Linked DNA regions of Gossypium arboreum: region 1 is linked to region 2. Evidence: chromatin contacts called from public Hi-C data. All regions are on one chromosome and are shown on one strand. Each heading gives the region's core, a stretch centred on a gene start, on an enhancer-like site or on the middle of the called end of the contact. The rest is flanking DNA. Distances are from core to core; before and after follow the strand shown. Region 1 holds the start of LOC108457053 (serine/threonine protein phosphatase 2A 57 kDa regulatory subunit B' theta isoform). Region 2 holds the start of LOC108450012.

The links. Hi-C and Micro-C count contacts between places; a contact is called where the count stands out from the background.
Region 1: a Hi-C map of leaf shows a contact between it and region 2, with 4 times the contacts expected there. The contact joins the promoter of LOC108457053 here to the promoter of LOC108450012 in region 2. A contact is called at or near these places in 2 of 5 Hi-C or Micro-C datasets (both in leaf).

What each region holds. Positions count from the first base shown.
Region 1 is chr9:15,602,384-15,609,451 of ASM2569848v2, reverse strand. It overlaps LOC108457053 (serine/threonine protein phosphatase 2A 57 kDa regulatory subunit B' theta isoform), which reads left to right and starts at 2,960. Exons shown (of 3, transcript XM_017755865.2): 1 at 2,960-3,632; 2 at 4,192-5,609; 3 at 5,841-6,517. The coding sequence starts at 4,395. The coding sequence ends at 6,200. It overlaps LOC108454281 (AUGMIN subunit 6-like), which reads left to right. Exons shown (of 13, transcript XM_017752695.2): 10 at 141-302; 11 at 423-726; 12 at 834-1,310; 13 at 1,481-1,726. The coding sequence ends at 1,521.
Region 2 is chr9:15,164,810-15,171,707 of ASM2569848v2, reverse strand. It overlaps LOC108450012, which reads left to right and starts at 5,574. Exons shown (of 16, transcript XM_053019423.1): 1 at 5,574-5,788; 2 at 5,853-5,947; 3 at 6,031-6,144; 4 at 6,399-6,503; 5 at 6,654-6,725. The coding sequence starts at 5,692. It also overlaps the pseudogene LOC108451747.

The DNA of each region.
Region 1 (7,068 bases), core at 1,711-4,210, 440 kb before region 2:
AGCATGTTTTGTGGGTTTATAAATTGCTTCTATGGTTTCTAAGTTCTCTCTAAAGGGTCTTTTTGGCATATCTTTGTCGACTCTAGATACTGATCTTTTCCAGATGACATGTACAAATTTCTAATACGATTCAAATGCAGGTGCTTATTAACCAACTAAAGGAAGTTGCTCCAGCAATCCAGAAGTCAATATCAGACTGTACAGAGAAAGTAAATAGCATTTCCTCCAACTTACCTACAATGGCCAAACATCGTGGTCAAGCCTCTTCACCTATTCAAGCTCAGAGCAGTGGAAGGACCTTGGTAAATAATGTTCCATCAATTTTTCATGTTATGCAAGCATTTGAAATTATTTGAAATTTTGGATACTTGTGCTTCTAGAGCTTGTGCTTCATTTTTACGATATTTTTATTGATCATGCAGGAGAGTAGCTCTGATGATGTTGGTGACATTACTTCAAAAATGTCTACTGTTCAGCTTGAGAAGATTTCAGCTAGTCCTCCTGCTTTAAAGCTTCCACAATTGTTTAGTTTAACCCCGAATTCATCTGGAAAAGGTGGAGCCATGCAAAAGCGAGCTCCCCTAACCCCAAATTCAGCTGGAAAAGGCGGAAACAGGCAGAAGCAACATACATTTGCTCCTCAGACCAATCAAATTGATACTTTTTCTGAAAGGAACTCAGTGGAACAGCCATCTGTAAACAATCATGTAGATTACCCACCCCAAGGTTTGCTTCTTTTATGCTCCACTTGTCTCCCTTCATGTTATTGATTTAATGCATCTTCTTTTATTAGTTGAAAGAGAATTGGTAATTTAACTCCTTTAATGTTGCAGATAGTGACAATTCTTATATTCAGAATTTAAAAAGATCTGTTAGGCAAGTTGCATTGTCAACGCCATCCTGCAATTTAGAGTCATCACGGGACAATCAATCTAATGAAAGTTCTGAACAATTCTTCGTACCTGTTTCGTCAACTAATTTTTCTTGTGGGGGACCGGAAAATAAAGTGAGCTTAATAAAGACTAAGAGATTATTTTCAACTCAAACTGACAACTCCTTGCTCGATAGCCATGCCAGTAATGGTCGAATTGGGAGTCATAACTATGATGACTTACCGCAAACGTTGAACAATCTTGATTCTCTTAATGATTACGATCAAGTAAATGGATTTCTCTCTGCCGCTGCTTCAAGTTCTGCAACTTCTGATGGACAATCATTTTTTGACATGGATGATGCTCAAGATCAGGTCTTCTCTCCTCCTTTGCTGATGGACATGTCCTTGTTAGCCGATACTTATGAGGATTTGCTCGGTATGTTGTTTTTATTGAAAACTAATACTATTATATAGCCTCCATGTAGGCGCTGTACTATAAGTGTGTAATAATCTAATGCCACCATGGTTCCACTTTTTTAGCGGAGTTTTGTTCGTTTTCTACCTCCTCATGAGGTCGTATTTGATTTGGAGGTTTGTTTTGTGCAGCTCCACTTTCAGAAACAGAAGCTGCTTTGATGGAGCATTGAAACCAGGGATTGGACAATTCCATTCGGATATGGTTTTGGTTTTGGGTCCTTGGTTTGGATGTCCAGCACTCACCCATTGCTTTGTTGTTCAACACGATGCTTGCATGTACTTTTGAGAGACAGATCCACGATGAAGCCTTGATTATTGCGATTATTTTGTAACCAACTGAAGTTTAAAGAAAATTTATATAATTTTTGCCCACAATGCAAGCATGTTCCTTTATCTTACTTTTAAATTAGTAAAGCTTGATTACTGTTCTTAGTTCAGCGTATTATGTTGAAGAGCCTTTTGGTACTGACAGGTACTTTGGCAAGATGGCTCGTTGAAGTTTCTCGATTTATGAAAGGTAAATCGAGATTATTTAGCTTATCCTTTAACATCATGATATGTTTTAAAAGCGAAATTCATTAGATGTTGTTGTCAATTTTTGTATGCAGAAAGTTATAGATGACGTTCATTGCTTTGCTTGCAAAGGAGTTTTGTTGACTTTGTAAGTTTTAGATTAATGTGTTGTTGTCCATTTCAGGGCCTGCAATTACTTCTTTTCAATGTACCTGTAGCGAAGGAATTAATCACTGTTATTGGCGGTGAACACCTTAATTTCTAAAAAAAAAAAACAAAGAGTACCTGCGATACATACCTTTCCAAGGGTTAAGTATACTAGATTTTCTTAAATTATAATCAAGTTTTAGTTTGGTTTTAAAATTTAAAACTTGTTTCAATTAAAATTTTGAATTAAAATAGTATTTCAACAAAGTCTTTTAGATAACTTAATCGTAACATTTAAAAAAATTATCTTTTCATACATGTTTAAAAAATCAAGTCAAAGCCAGGATTTATTTTCCTTTTATATAATATTTAGTTCCACTTATGATTTTCGAAAAACATGCTTAAAGGTATTTAAATTTATGTTTTCATAATTATGATCACAATAGTTATCAAATGAGAAAAATCTCAATTGATAACTAAACTAATAATTATACTATTGAAGGGTTTCATTGCAACTATAGTACAGGAAAAAAATGAAATTATTTGATATTTAAGACTAATTAAGTTATAATGATAAATTTAACATTTTCTTTTGTTTTTTATCTTAATTCTTTTATTATTTTAATCCTTCAACCTTTAAAATTTAATCAATTTATTTTTTGTTGGAGGGAAAATTGATGGTAACCCTTGTAATAGTCTATGTATACTTCATAAAATTCAAAAATATAACATGTAGATTGTCTACATCAATACCATTAAAAGTTTAACAATTTAACTACAATTTAAAAGTTAAAAGCCAAAGTGATTCAAAAAAGAAAAGAATCAAAATGACAAAAATATAAATTCTAGGAGCTGCATTTGTTATTATACCTTAATTTAAATAAATTATATCTTTATAAACCTTCATCTATGTGAGATGAACAGTTTGGGGTTTTTACATATAAAAGGGAAATGAAAGGTTTGAAGAAAATTTTAATGGTAATAATGTTGTAAGCTATCTAAGATTATAATTCAAGTTTGTAATGATTTTAAACAGCTCACAAAAGATAAATACAAAAAGAAAAGATACAATATAGTTTCTAAGGCACGCGCCAAAGTGCACGTGAGGTCCTTTGCCCGACCAGAACGGAAAACTGTGCTAAAGCCGGAAGAAAAGATGGAAGCTTTGGCCTTTAGATGATAACCGTGGACAACAATGGATCTGTCAAGTCTTTAAAAATTACCACTCGAGTTGAGTAGCGCGTGGGAATATTAAACTATCATTTTTATTGTATTTCTCATTTTTAACATTCTCCATCTTCATCCGGGAGAAAATCAAAAGTGAAAAAAAAGTGTGAGCTTTGAGATTGAAAATGAAATTTTGCTGAGAAGATTTAGAAAAAGATTAAATCTTTACTAAAATAAAAAAAAATAGAGATATGGGTTTAAGTTAAACAATTATTTTCCATAAAAGAAAGAAAAGAAAAAAAAGGAAAACTAAAACACCACCAACAACAGCCAAAGGTTGTTTCATGGATGATGTTTTTCTTCTTTTTCCTAAATCCCTCATTTTTTTTCTTTAAATTCTAAAATCTCTATCTCTCTGTGTGAGAAAGAAAGGAGTAGCTCAACTATCTCTTTTGTAAGTAGACAGATTTTACCCTCTTTTTTTTTTTTGTTCATATTTTTGTTTCCTCACCTTTTCTTGGTTTTGCACCAAAGCCCTTTTTCTTTCTTCATATTAGTTAGAGTTTTATTTTGGGTTATGTTCTTTTGGATAATTTTGTAGGTTGCTTTTGTTGGAAAATGCTGTTTGGGATTTTAAGATCAAACCCAGATCTTGTTACCTTTCGGTCAACCTTAATGCTTTTGTTAATCTTTGGAAGCTACGGAAAAATAGAGCCAAGGGGAACACTGGTGGAAATTCTTTGCCCCTTTTCATTCTTTAAAGTTATGTAGCCTGAAAATTAAAGCTTTTAGCTGAATTTCATGGCTTTAATGGGTGATCAAATTGGGTACTTTTGTTTATTGTTTTAGGCATACGGTTTCTTTATCTATCTATCTATCTATCTATCTATCTATCTATCTATCTATATGTTTATATCTCAAAGTGATGCATGCTTTGCCATCTATTTGCTAATTGGGGCTTTTGTTTTAGTTGATTGATGTTCTCTATCTTGGACTTGTTTTATGTGTTTTAGATTTTTTTCAACATATGAAGTTTGGTTGATGTTGTTAAGGCAAACAATGAAGCTTCTCTGTTGAGGAATTTGAGTAATAACTCATTTTATTGAGGATGGAGTCCCATATTTATGGCTGGGTTGACTCATTGTCCACTTCGAGTATGATGATACTGCATTTTCTTTGAGGGGTTTTCTTTTTCATATCGAGGTTTTAAGTTACGATGATCAAACAAATACTTAATAGGCTCCCACGGAAACCATCTAAGTCGAGTGACAATCGTGAGGGAGGAGGAACCTCTACTTCATCATCAAATGCTTCTACCAGTTCAAGAAGCAGTGATCAAGTTAGTAACCGCTATGCAAACTCTAGCAGTTCGTCCTTTTCCAGCTCTAGTTCTCCAAATTCTGGGTTGAATCAAGGTAACAAGTTTTCTCAAGTGGTGAATACGAAACTGAATGGGAATATGGTTACCACTTCTTTTGAGGCTTTACCTAGTTTTAGAGATGTACCGAATTCTGAGAAGCAGAACTTGCTTATCCGAAAACTGAACTTGTGTTGCATCGTGTTTGACTTCACTGACCCGACAAAAAACCTCAAAGAGAAGGATCTCAAGCGGCAAACCTTACTTGAGCTTGTGGATTATGTTTCATCTGCTAATGGAAAATTCTCGGAGATTGTTATGCAAGAAATCGTGAAGATGGTATCTGTAAATTTGTTTAGAGCGCTAACATCTCAGCCCCGTGAGAACAAGGTTTTAGAAGCATTTGATTTGGAAGAAGAAGAACCCTCGATGGACCCTGCGTGGCCTCATTTGCAAGTTGTTTATGAATTTCTATTGAGATTTGTGGCATCACCCGAGACAGATGCAAAATTGGCCAAGCGGTATATTGATCATTCTTTTGTTCTAAGGCTGTTAGATCTTTTCGATTCAGAGGACCCCAGAGAAAGGGAGTATCTTAAAACCGTTCTGCATCGTATCTACGGAAAATTTATGGTCCATCGTCCATTCATCAGGAAGGCAATCAATAACATCTTTTACCGCTTTATTTTCGAAACTGAAAAACATAACGGAATCGCAGAGCTTCTAGAAATACTGGGAAGTATAATCAATGGGTTTGCTTTGCCATTGAAGGAAGAACATAAGCTCTTTCTTGTCCGTGCACTGATACCGCTTCATAAACCAAAGTGTATACCCATGTACCACCAGCAGTTATCTTACTGCATTACTCAATTCGTGGAGAAGGACTGCAAGCTTGCCGATACCGTTATACAGGGGTTGCTAAAGTATTGGCCAATCACAAATAGCTCGAAAGAAGTCATGTTCTTAGGTGAACTGGAGGAAGTTTTAGAAGCCACACAACCTGCCGAGTTTCAACGCTGCATGGTACCCTTGTTCCGTCAGATAGGCCGTTGCTTGAGTAGTTCCCATTTTCAGGTAGGGATTTCCTCGTTTCTCTACTTGCAACTTTAGCTTCTTTTCCGTATGAATGTCCCTTAACAGAATATGCCTAGATAAGTGAATTGAATTTTGAAACAAGGGGAACTCATCAATATGAGTTAAAGGCTTTATTGTCTGACGATATCTGGACATTGTTGCTATGTGAAACTGTATCGAGTCGGCTATGCTAGCATGAAATATGTCCTTGTGTTTATAATTTGTTTGTAGGTGGCAGAGAGGGCTTTATTCTTATGGAACAATGATCATATCGAGAGCCTAATAAGACAGAACCGGAAAGTTATACTTCCAATTATTTTCCCATCCTTGGAGAAGAACGCAAGAAACCACTGGAACCAGGCAGTGCAGAGTTTGACTTTAAACGTCCGAAAGATTTTCTCCGCCACTGACCCTGAGCTCTTTGAGGAGTGCTTGCACAAGTTTAAGGAAGACGAAGCGCAAGAGAACGAGGTTAAATCAAAACGTGAAGCAACATGGAAACGATTAGAAGAGATTGCTGCAATGAAAGCTGCAAGTAATGAACCGGTGCTTATCTCCCCTAAAGCAACTACCCGCAAGCCATCTGGTTAGGAACAAGTTATTGCCATTTTAGTTGCAGATGTTCGATGTCAAGATTGGTATTGCAAGCCATCGGTAGGTGGACATATATGATGAAGCCGAGTTTTTCGTTGTACCAAACAGGATTTTGATGTCTCAGGGATTCATCAAAGATTTGATGCTATGTGGGGGTAATCTAAACCCCTTTTGCTCATATATACATAGCATGTGTATATAATGTATCGAGGGGCAAAAGATAAAAAGAAAGTTTGATTTGTCTTGTAAAGTTGACATCTTTTTCCATTCATAAATCTTCAAGATCTGTCTTTTTATTTTTTGTTTTGGATCAATGTTATTTGCTTATAGCTATTTCATTTGCATTAACATTTTTTTATTCTTGAAATCCGCTTTGATGGTTCCGTATAAACATTTAAAAGCACTTTGAAACAAAGCCGACTATTAAGAGGTTTAGTTAATGGTTGAGGTATAATAGATTTACCATCTAGGTATCACAAAAAACCTTCTTTGAATAATAGTTATTTATTGTAGAACAAAGTTATTTAAATATTAGATTAATTGCATCATATTTTTCAATGATCTAAACTTTGATTTTTTTTTATTTGAATATAGCAAAAAAATTTATATATTAATATAAGTTAATTCTCGTAATATGTTTTTTTTTATAGGAATCTCAACATCAATGACTGCCGAGCTATGATTTGTGCGGCCAAGTTTTTTAAGCTCTATTGCAATTAGGTCAATTATTATGAAATGATTAGTAGGACCTTGACATCCATAGGTATTGAGTTATCCATATATATATTTTTTAAATCCTAATATGTAATAGATTGTGTATCTTATAACAATTATGGATAATATTTAAAATTTATAAAAGTGTAAA
Region 2 (6,898 bases), core at 4,325-6,824:
ATCATGGGTGTAAATAAAATATGAAACAGACATGTAAATTTGAAATTAATTACCAAATAATATAAGCAATTTCGTGCTAGAAAAATCAGAATCTTTTGTCTCGTAGTTAACAATTATTTTCACTCAAGGCATTGTAAAAAGGAGAGAAAGAAATAAACAAGCACTGCATTATTTTGATCCTGTATTTATACTTTTTTTTTTACTTCAACTAGTTGCAGATTTGGTCTGCAAAATGAAAGTAATCAATTTTAATTTCACATGTGGTTGTCTTTACCATGAATACCTTATGCATAATTTATGAAAATTTTACTCTATAAGTTTGCTCCACAAGATATAATTTTAGTTTATCTATATATATTAGTGTGAGGATGAACATTCCATACGGCTTGTTATAAATTCGAGTATTAATAATAACTGTACGATATTAAAAAGTTTCATTGACGAATATTACAAAGGATAGTCATCCTTCCCCTAGTTGAAGAACGTACTTATAATAGTAAATCAAATGCATAATTTAGCCAGATGAAGTATGTATTAACATATATATTCATACGTCCTCCGGGTTACGAATGTAAATTATATAAGGAATTACATGCAAAAATGTGCAAACGTTGAGGGTAAATTTTGGACTTTCTTGTTCCGGGTGTTTGCTTGTTATAAAACCGAGTATTAAAAACAACTTTACAATATTTCCAACTTTCATTGACTGTATAATCCACGAGTTTGCCTTAAATATTAATGTCGACATCGTTCATGTGTTATTAAAATAAAACAGAACTGAACATTCCATATGGCTTGTTATAAATCCGAGTATTAATAACAACTATAGATATTAAAAAGTTTCATTGGCGTATATTACAAAGGATAGTCATCCTTCCCCCGATTGAAGAACGTAATTATAATAATAAATCAAATGCATAATTTAGCCGGATGAAGTATGTATTAACAGATATACTCATACGTCCTTCGGGTTACGAATGTAAATTGTATAAGGACTTACATGCAAAAATGTGCAAACGTTGAGGGCGGATTTTGGACTTTCTTGTTCCTGGTGTTTGCTTGTTATAAAACTGAGTATTAAAAATAACTTTACAATATTACCAACTTTCATTAACTATATAATCCACGAGTTTACCTTAAATATTAATGTCGACATCGTTCATATGTTATTAAAATAAAACAGAACTGAACATTCCATATGGCTTGTTATAAATCTGAGTATTAATAACAACTGTACGATAGTAAAAAGTTTCATTGATGTATATTACAAATGATAGTCATCCTTCTCCCGGTTGAAGAACGTAATTATAATTGTAAATCAAATGCATAATTTAGCCAGATGAAGTATGTATTAGCCGGATGAACTTAAAATCTAGTTGAACTGTCACGTAGGATTACCGTTAGGAAGATAACAGAATTTAATAGAAGAGTGATCACTTGTAACAAAATAATAACATAAATGACTAAAACGTAACATTTCAAACATAAGTGACTAAAATGTAACCTGAGACAAACAAAAGTTACTATTTTTGTAGTTTACCTTATTTTATTTACAGTGATAGTTTAAAAACATAAAGTGCGTGTGATTCTAGGGAAATGTGATAGAGAAAGAGTTTCAGAGTTATGTTTAGCAGAATTTCTTAGCTACGGACCCCAAAGAGAAGAAGGGAAAGAAAGGAAATGCTTATTAAGGAAAACAGATGATGGGAAAATTTGAAAATGGGATGTTGAAACCGATGATTCATTGTGTACACTTGAAGAAGCTTTCCAAAAAGTTGAGCCTTCTTTAGGTTCCAACATCGAGTTGAAATTTGATGACAATGTTGTTTATCAGCAACACCATCTTATCCATGTTCTTCAACTCATCTTGCAGGTACATAGTGTAAATTGTATGAGATGTACGTATTGTTTTTTGTTTTTTGTTTGGGTAATCAACAGGTTTTCTTCTTAACAAACGGTGGGACTGAAATTTATAACGATACAAGGAGGAATTCGCTGAAGCAGGCCATAAATGTGAGCTTGGAAGGAGGATTTCAAGGGATTGTTTCAGAGATCAAAGGAGTATTCAAAAACTCATGAGCATTGCCAAAGATCAAAGACTCTAATCTCTCTCTCCTCACATATGGCACGCTCAAGTAAGTTCCCTGCACAGCAATATGGGCTAGCTAAATCATGTTCTAATTTTCAGCTGTTTTTGTGTAATTAGTGCATTAATTAATATTTTGCAGCAATGTGTGGGAGGCTGTGTACATGCAGTATTTGATGGGGTGATTGTTGAGTTTGTTGAAGAGATCTCAAATGCAGTGGGACAGATGATTAAGCCTGCAACTGAGATAAAAAATGAAAAATTATAATTGCTTGTATTTCCCAATCATGTACGAAATGAAAATTTATTATCTTAAAACATGTTTGTACTGGCTTTGAGTTGAGATCATGATTGTTGGTATTGTAGCACTATCAGTAGTATTGCTTGGTGTGTATCATTTTAGCTTTAATATCAGTATCAAGTAATTTAAATTTTGTTTTGATAAAAATTTGGTTTGTTTTGATCAATATCAACATTGAAAGAAATGTAGCAATTATCATAAATAAAAAGTGATTAATTAGAGGGTGTTCTCGGTAAATTGTGATTCCTCTTAAGAGATTGCCTGACTCTATTTTTTATTAGCATCAGGGAAAGAATGTTTTGGCATAGTATAAACAAATACGAGAATAAAAGGTCTCCTTATTTGAGATCATGGCAAGGTGCCCCCACAGGCTTCCATTAACCTAAGTCACTGTTGAAACGCATTGAAGAATAAGGGAAATTCGTTTGTAGCCAAAACCCATTAGTTCAAGTATCGCCTTGAGAAATACCCATCCGACAACATCAAAAGATTTACTCATCAATTTCCAAAGCAGCTAAGGAGCTCTTTCTTTTATTCTTTCTCCTAATGTTGTGAACTTCACCTCCAAGAATCATATTAACGAAGACAAGTCTCCCATGTACAAAGGCATTTTGGAATTGAGAGAGAACCTACTCGCTAAGACTTTCGAGGTGATTTTGTATGCCTCGTTATAAAGGTTAATGGGTCTCTAGTCTGTGGGCATAACTTGGGATTCACCTTTAAGAATAAAGGTAAAAATGGTTTTATCAAGCTTTTTTATTAAGAAACTAAAATCCAAAAACATAAGAGTGGATCAAGTTGCTAGAAGTTCTATGATATCCTAAAATCATTGTTAGAATATGCCTGGTTTACCATTGATATCGGGGACCCTAAGGGGACCAATTTGAAAGGCGGCAACTTTGACTTTTTCTCCAAGAATGGTAAGTCAAGCTCATTCCTTGCCTAATGGATAAGGTAGGCATGCTTGATGGAGTCAACATCATTAGTCTCTTCTCTACGAAGAATACTTTTCAAATGCTCTAAGAAGCGGCATTTAATATCCAAAGGATTATCAATCAAATATTAGGCGAATCACGAATCTCCAAAAATTTATGTTCCAAGCCCTCCTGCTTTTAGTACTTATTTTTTAGTATTGCACTCACTCGACATGCTCCAAATGAAAATGGATTTTTGAAACCAATAGATGTGTTCATGCTACTATTCCACAAGACTATGTTGGTCTTGGATCTCAGTCTCTTGCTTTTTGATCTCTCCAAACATTAAATTAAATTATATTTCATTCAAAGAAGATTCAATATCTAATTTACACTTTTTAGGATCACCAAATATCTTTTTATTCTATCTTTGCAGAGATGAACTATTGATTTTAAATTTACAAATCAAGAGAAAGATGATCCTGCAATGCTAGGTAAGCTCGTTCTTGATACTTTTGAGGTTTTAGATGAAACAATAAATTAAACTCCATTTAAAAAAAAAATTATAAAATGTAATACAATAAAAATTGAAAATTTTTTGGGACCTTAAGAAATAAAGCATTTATAATAAAAAATTGAAAGCAGTAAGTATTTAATTAATTTATTTTAATTTAAAATATTTTTTCTCACATTAAAAATTAAAAATAATTTTTTAGACTTTTTTTAATTTTGTACCCTAAGCGATTGTACTCTTAAACAACTCACGATTGGGCCTGATGCAATTGCTCCAAGCATTACTAACAATGTCATGGCACTAGAGGTGGGTAATCCACATTGCTTCGAAACAGTAAGGCCTTCGTTGAAAAGACCATTCGTTAAGAGGTTAAAGGTAAAGCATAACGAATTAGTGAAGGCTCTATTAAGCCTTTTCAATACAGCGTCTTGGCCTTGCCAGTTATCGGCCCACGTATAGTAGGAGTCTTTGATATTTATATAATCATATGTTTAATACAATATAATTTTAAGGTTTATAACAGTCATAAATGCAATTACAAAACTGCATCTGAATAATAATATTTTTAAATAATATATGTAAGTTTATATTAAATTATAATTACTTATATGTTAGCACATAAACCAGAATAAATATGTACTGAGAATTCATATAAGATTTATATAAAGTGAGATTGAAATATGAAATCTTAAAATTCTCAAGGTCTATTAATCTAATATTAATAATTTTGGGATAAATTCGTTTTTTTCTTTCTTCCTTTATTTTTTACTTTTATATTTTAATAAAAAATCCACTAAAACCTTTTAAATAACAATAACTAATTAATTTTACATAAATATAATTTAACAAACTTATCTCAAGAGTAATATATAATTGAATCAAATATAAATTTAAAATACTTAATTTTAATTTAAATTAAATATTTTTAAAAAAGAAATAAAATATATTTAATTTTATAATACTTTAATACTTAACATTTTCATTACTTTATATTTAAAATGTAAAAATAAATAAAATAAAATAATACATAAATAAATAATAGGCAAATTATACCATTAATCACTAAAATATGGATAAGTTATCGGTTTGATCATTTAACTAAAAATTTATAATTTGATCACTTAAATATTTGAAAGTTTTCATTTAAGTCATTAAACTATTCAAAAGTTTTTATGTAAGTCATTAGGTAATTAAGTTTTTATTTTTTAATTACGCTAACGAACTCTAAACAACGATTCGATAAACGAGATGGTGAATTAGTACTCATCAATAAGTATAAAAATATACCTTAGAAGAATGTATTAAAAATGATTGATTGGTTGATTGTGAACAGAGAAATGCAACGATTTTAAGAGTCCCAAGACTTAATTGAAAACTTTTAAATAGTTTTGTAATTAAATTAAAACGTTTTAATTTAAGTGATCATAATAAAAATTTACCATTAATGATATAATTGACCTAAATAATAAATATATTTTACACTGACCCTCTTTTATCCTAAAAAGTAAATTCCCTCTTGTCAAAGAAATTTCAACTAAATTTCAGCTGATTTTTTTTTTTTTTTTGTCAATAAAAATTCAGCTGGATTGTACGCTCGAAAAATCAAGCTTGTCATATATCTCTAAATAATGATTCAACTTTTTTCGCGATATTAACTATTAACAAGAGCGAAAGCCAACAAAGGTTAAAGAGGGGATATTTCCCTCCTCCTAATTTAATCTATAGGGATTAAATTGCATTTTTCGATATAACAGAGGGACTTCCGGCATACTTTAACCTTCTTCATCTCAATCTCATAAAGTCATATACTTCTTTCTATTTTCTTCATCCTTTCTTTCGGTTTGCCCTTTGAATCCCAAACTCACACTTCTCTGCAATGGGCAGCAAAAACAAGGATGTAATTCGACTAGAGCGTGAAGCCGTCATTCCCATTCTCAAGCCCAAGCTCATCATGACTTTGGCCAACCTTATTGGTATGCTTCCCATTTCTCCACTTCCTCTCTTTACTGGAGTCTTTACTGTTTTCATGTGTTGCAGAACATAGTTCTGATCGGGCTGAGTTTCTGAAGTTCTGCAAGAGAGTGGAGTACACAATACGATCTTGGTATCTTCTCCAGTTTGAAGATTTAATGGTATTGCTAACATATTCCTTCAACCATTTTTGTTCGTGTTTCTTTCCTTTTGTTCTAATTTTAGTTTCAATTCATGTTCACAGCAATTATACTCCCTCTTTGACCCTGTAAATGGGGCTCGGAAATTGCAGCAGCAAAATTTATCTTCTGAAGAAGTAGATGTACTTGAACAGAATTTCTTGACATATTTATTTCAGGTGTTCTTCTTCTCCTTCTTCTTCTTGTTGTTGTTTCTTCCAAAACCCCAAATTGGAACAGGAATTCACAATGCTGTCACTGAAATATATATTAAGTCTGTATAATAACAAGCTGATGACTTGAATTTCGTTTATGTTTAGTGTGTCTCTGATGTTTTCCCTAACATGACTAAACTTGAATACGACAACTGCTACTCTTTTTTACTACAAATTTCGCATTACATTGCAATTTGAAATTCCCTTTGGTGTCACAGGTGATGGAGAAGAGTAATTTTAAGATAGCTACTGATGAGGAGATTGATGTTGCACATGCAGGGCAATATCTTCTTAATCTTCCCATAACAGTTGATGAATCTAAGGTCATCTGCAACTTAGTGTGTTTTGTATATTATCATGGCCGTTTGTTAAGTCTTTATTTGAATATATAGTGTGTGTTTTGTTCTGTGCTATTAAGTTTCATTTTTTTTTTTTTTATATTTATCTTGACCTTTTGTTTTCACTGAATGCAGATTGACAAGACACTTTTGAAGAGATATTTTTCAGAGCACCCCCAACCAAACCTCCCAGATTTTGCTGATAAGGTTGTGGTTACAATTTAGAATGGAAGCTGCATCATTGTTTATTTTGTTTCAGATAGCCACTAGTAGGTAGAAGGTTCTCTTTTCTTGAGTTCAACATGCAACAAAATCAATAATGATGAAACCGAAAGGATTTTGATTTTGAACTTATTTCCTTTATTGTGCCTTTAGTTTGC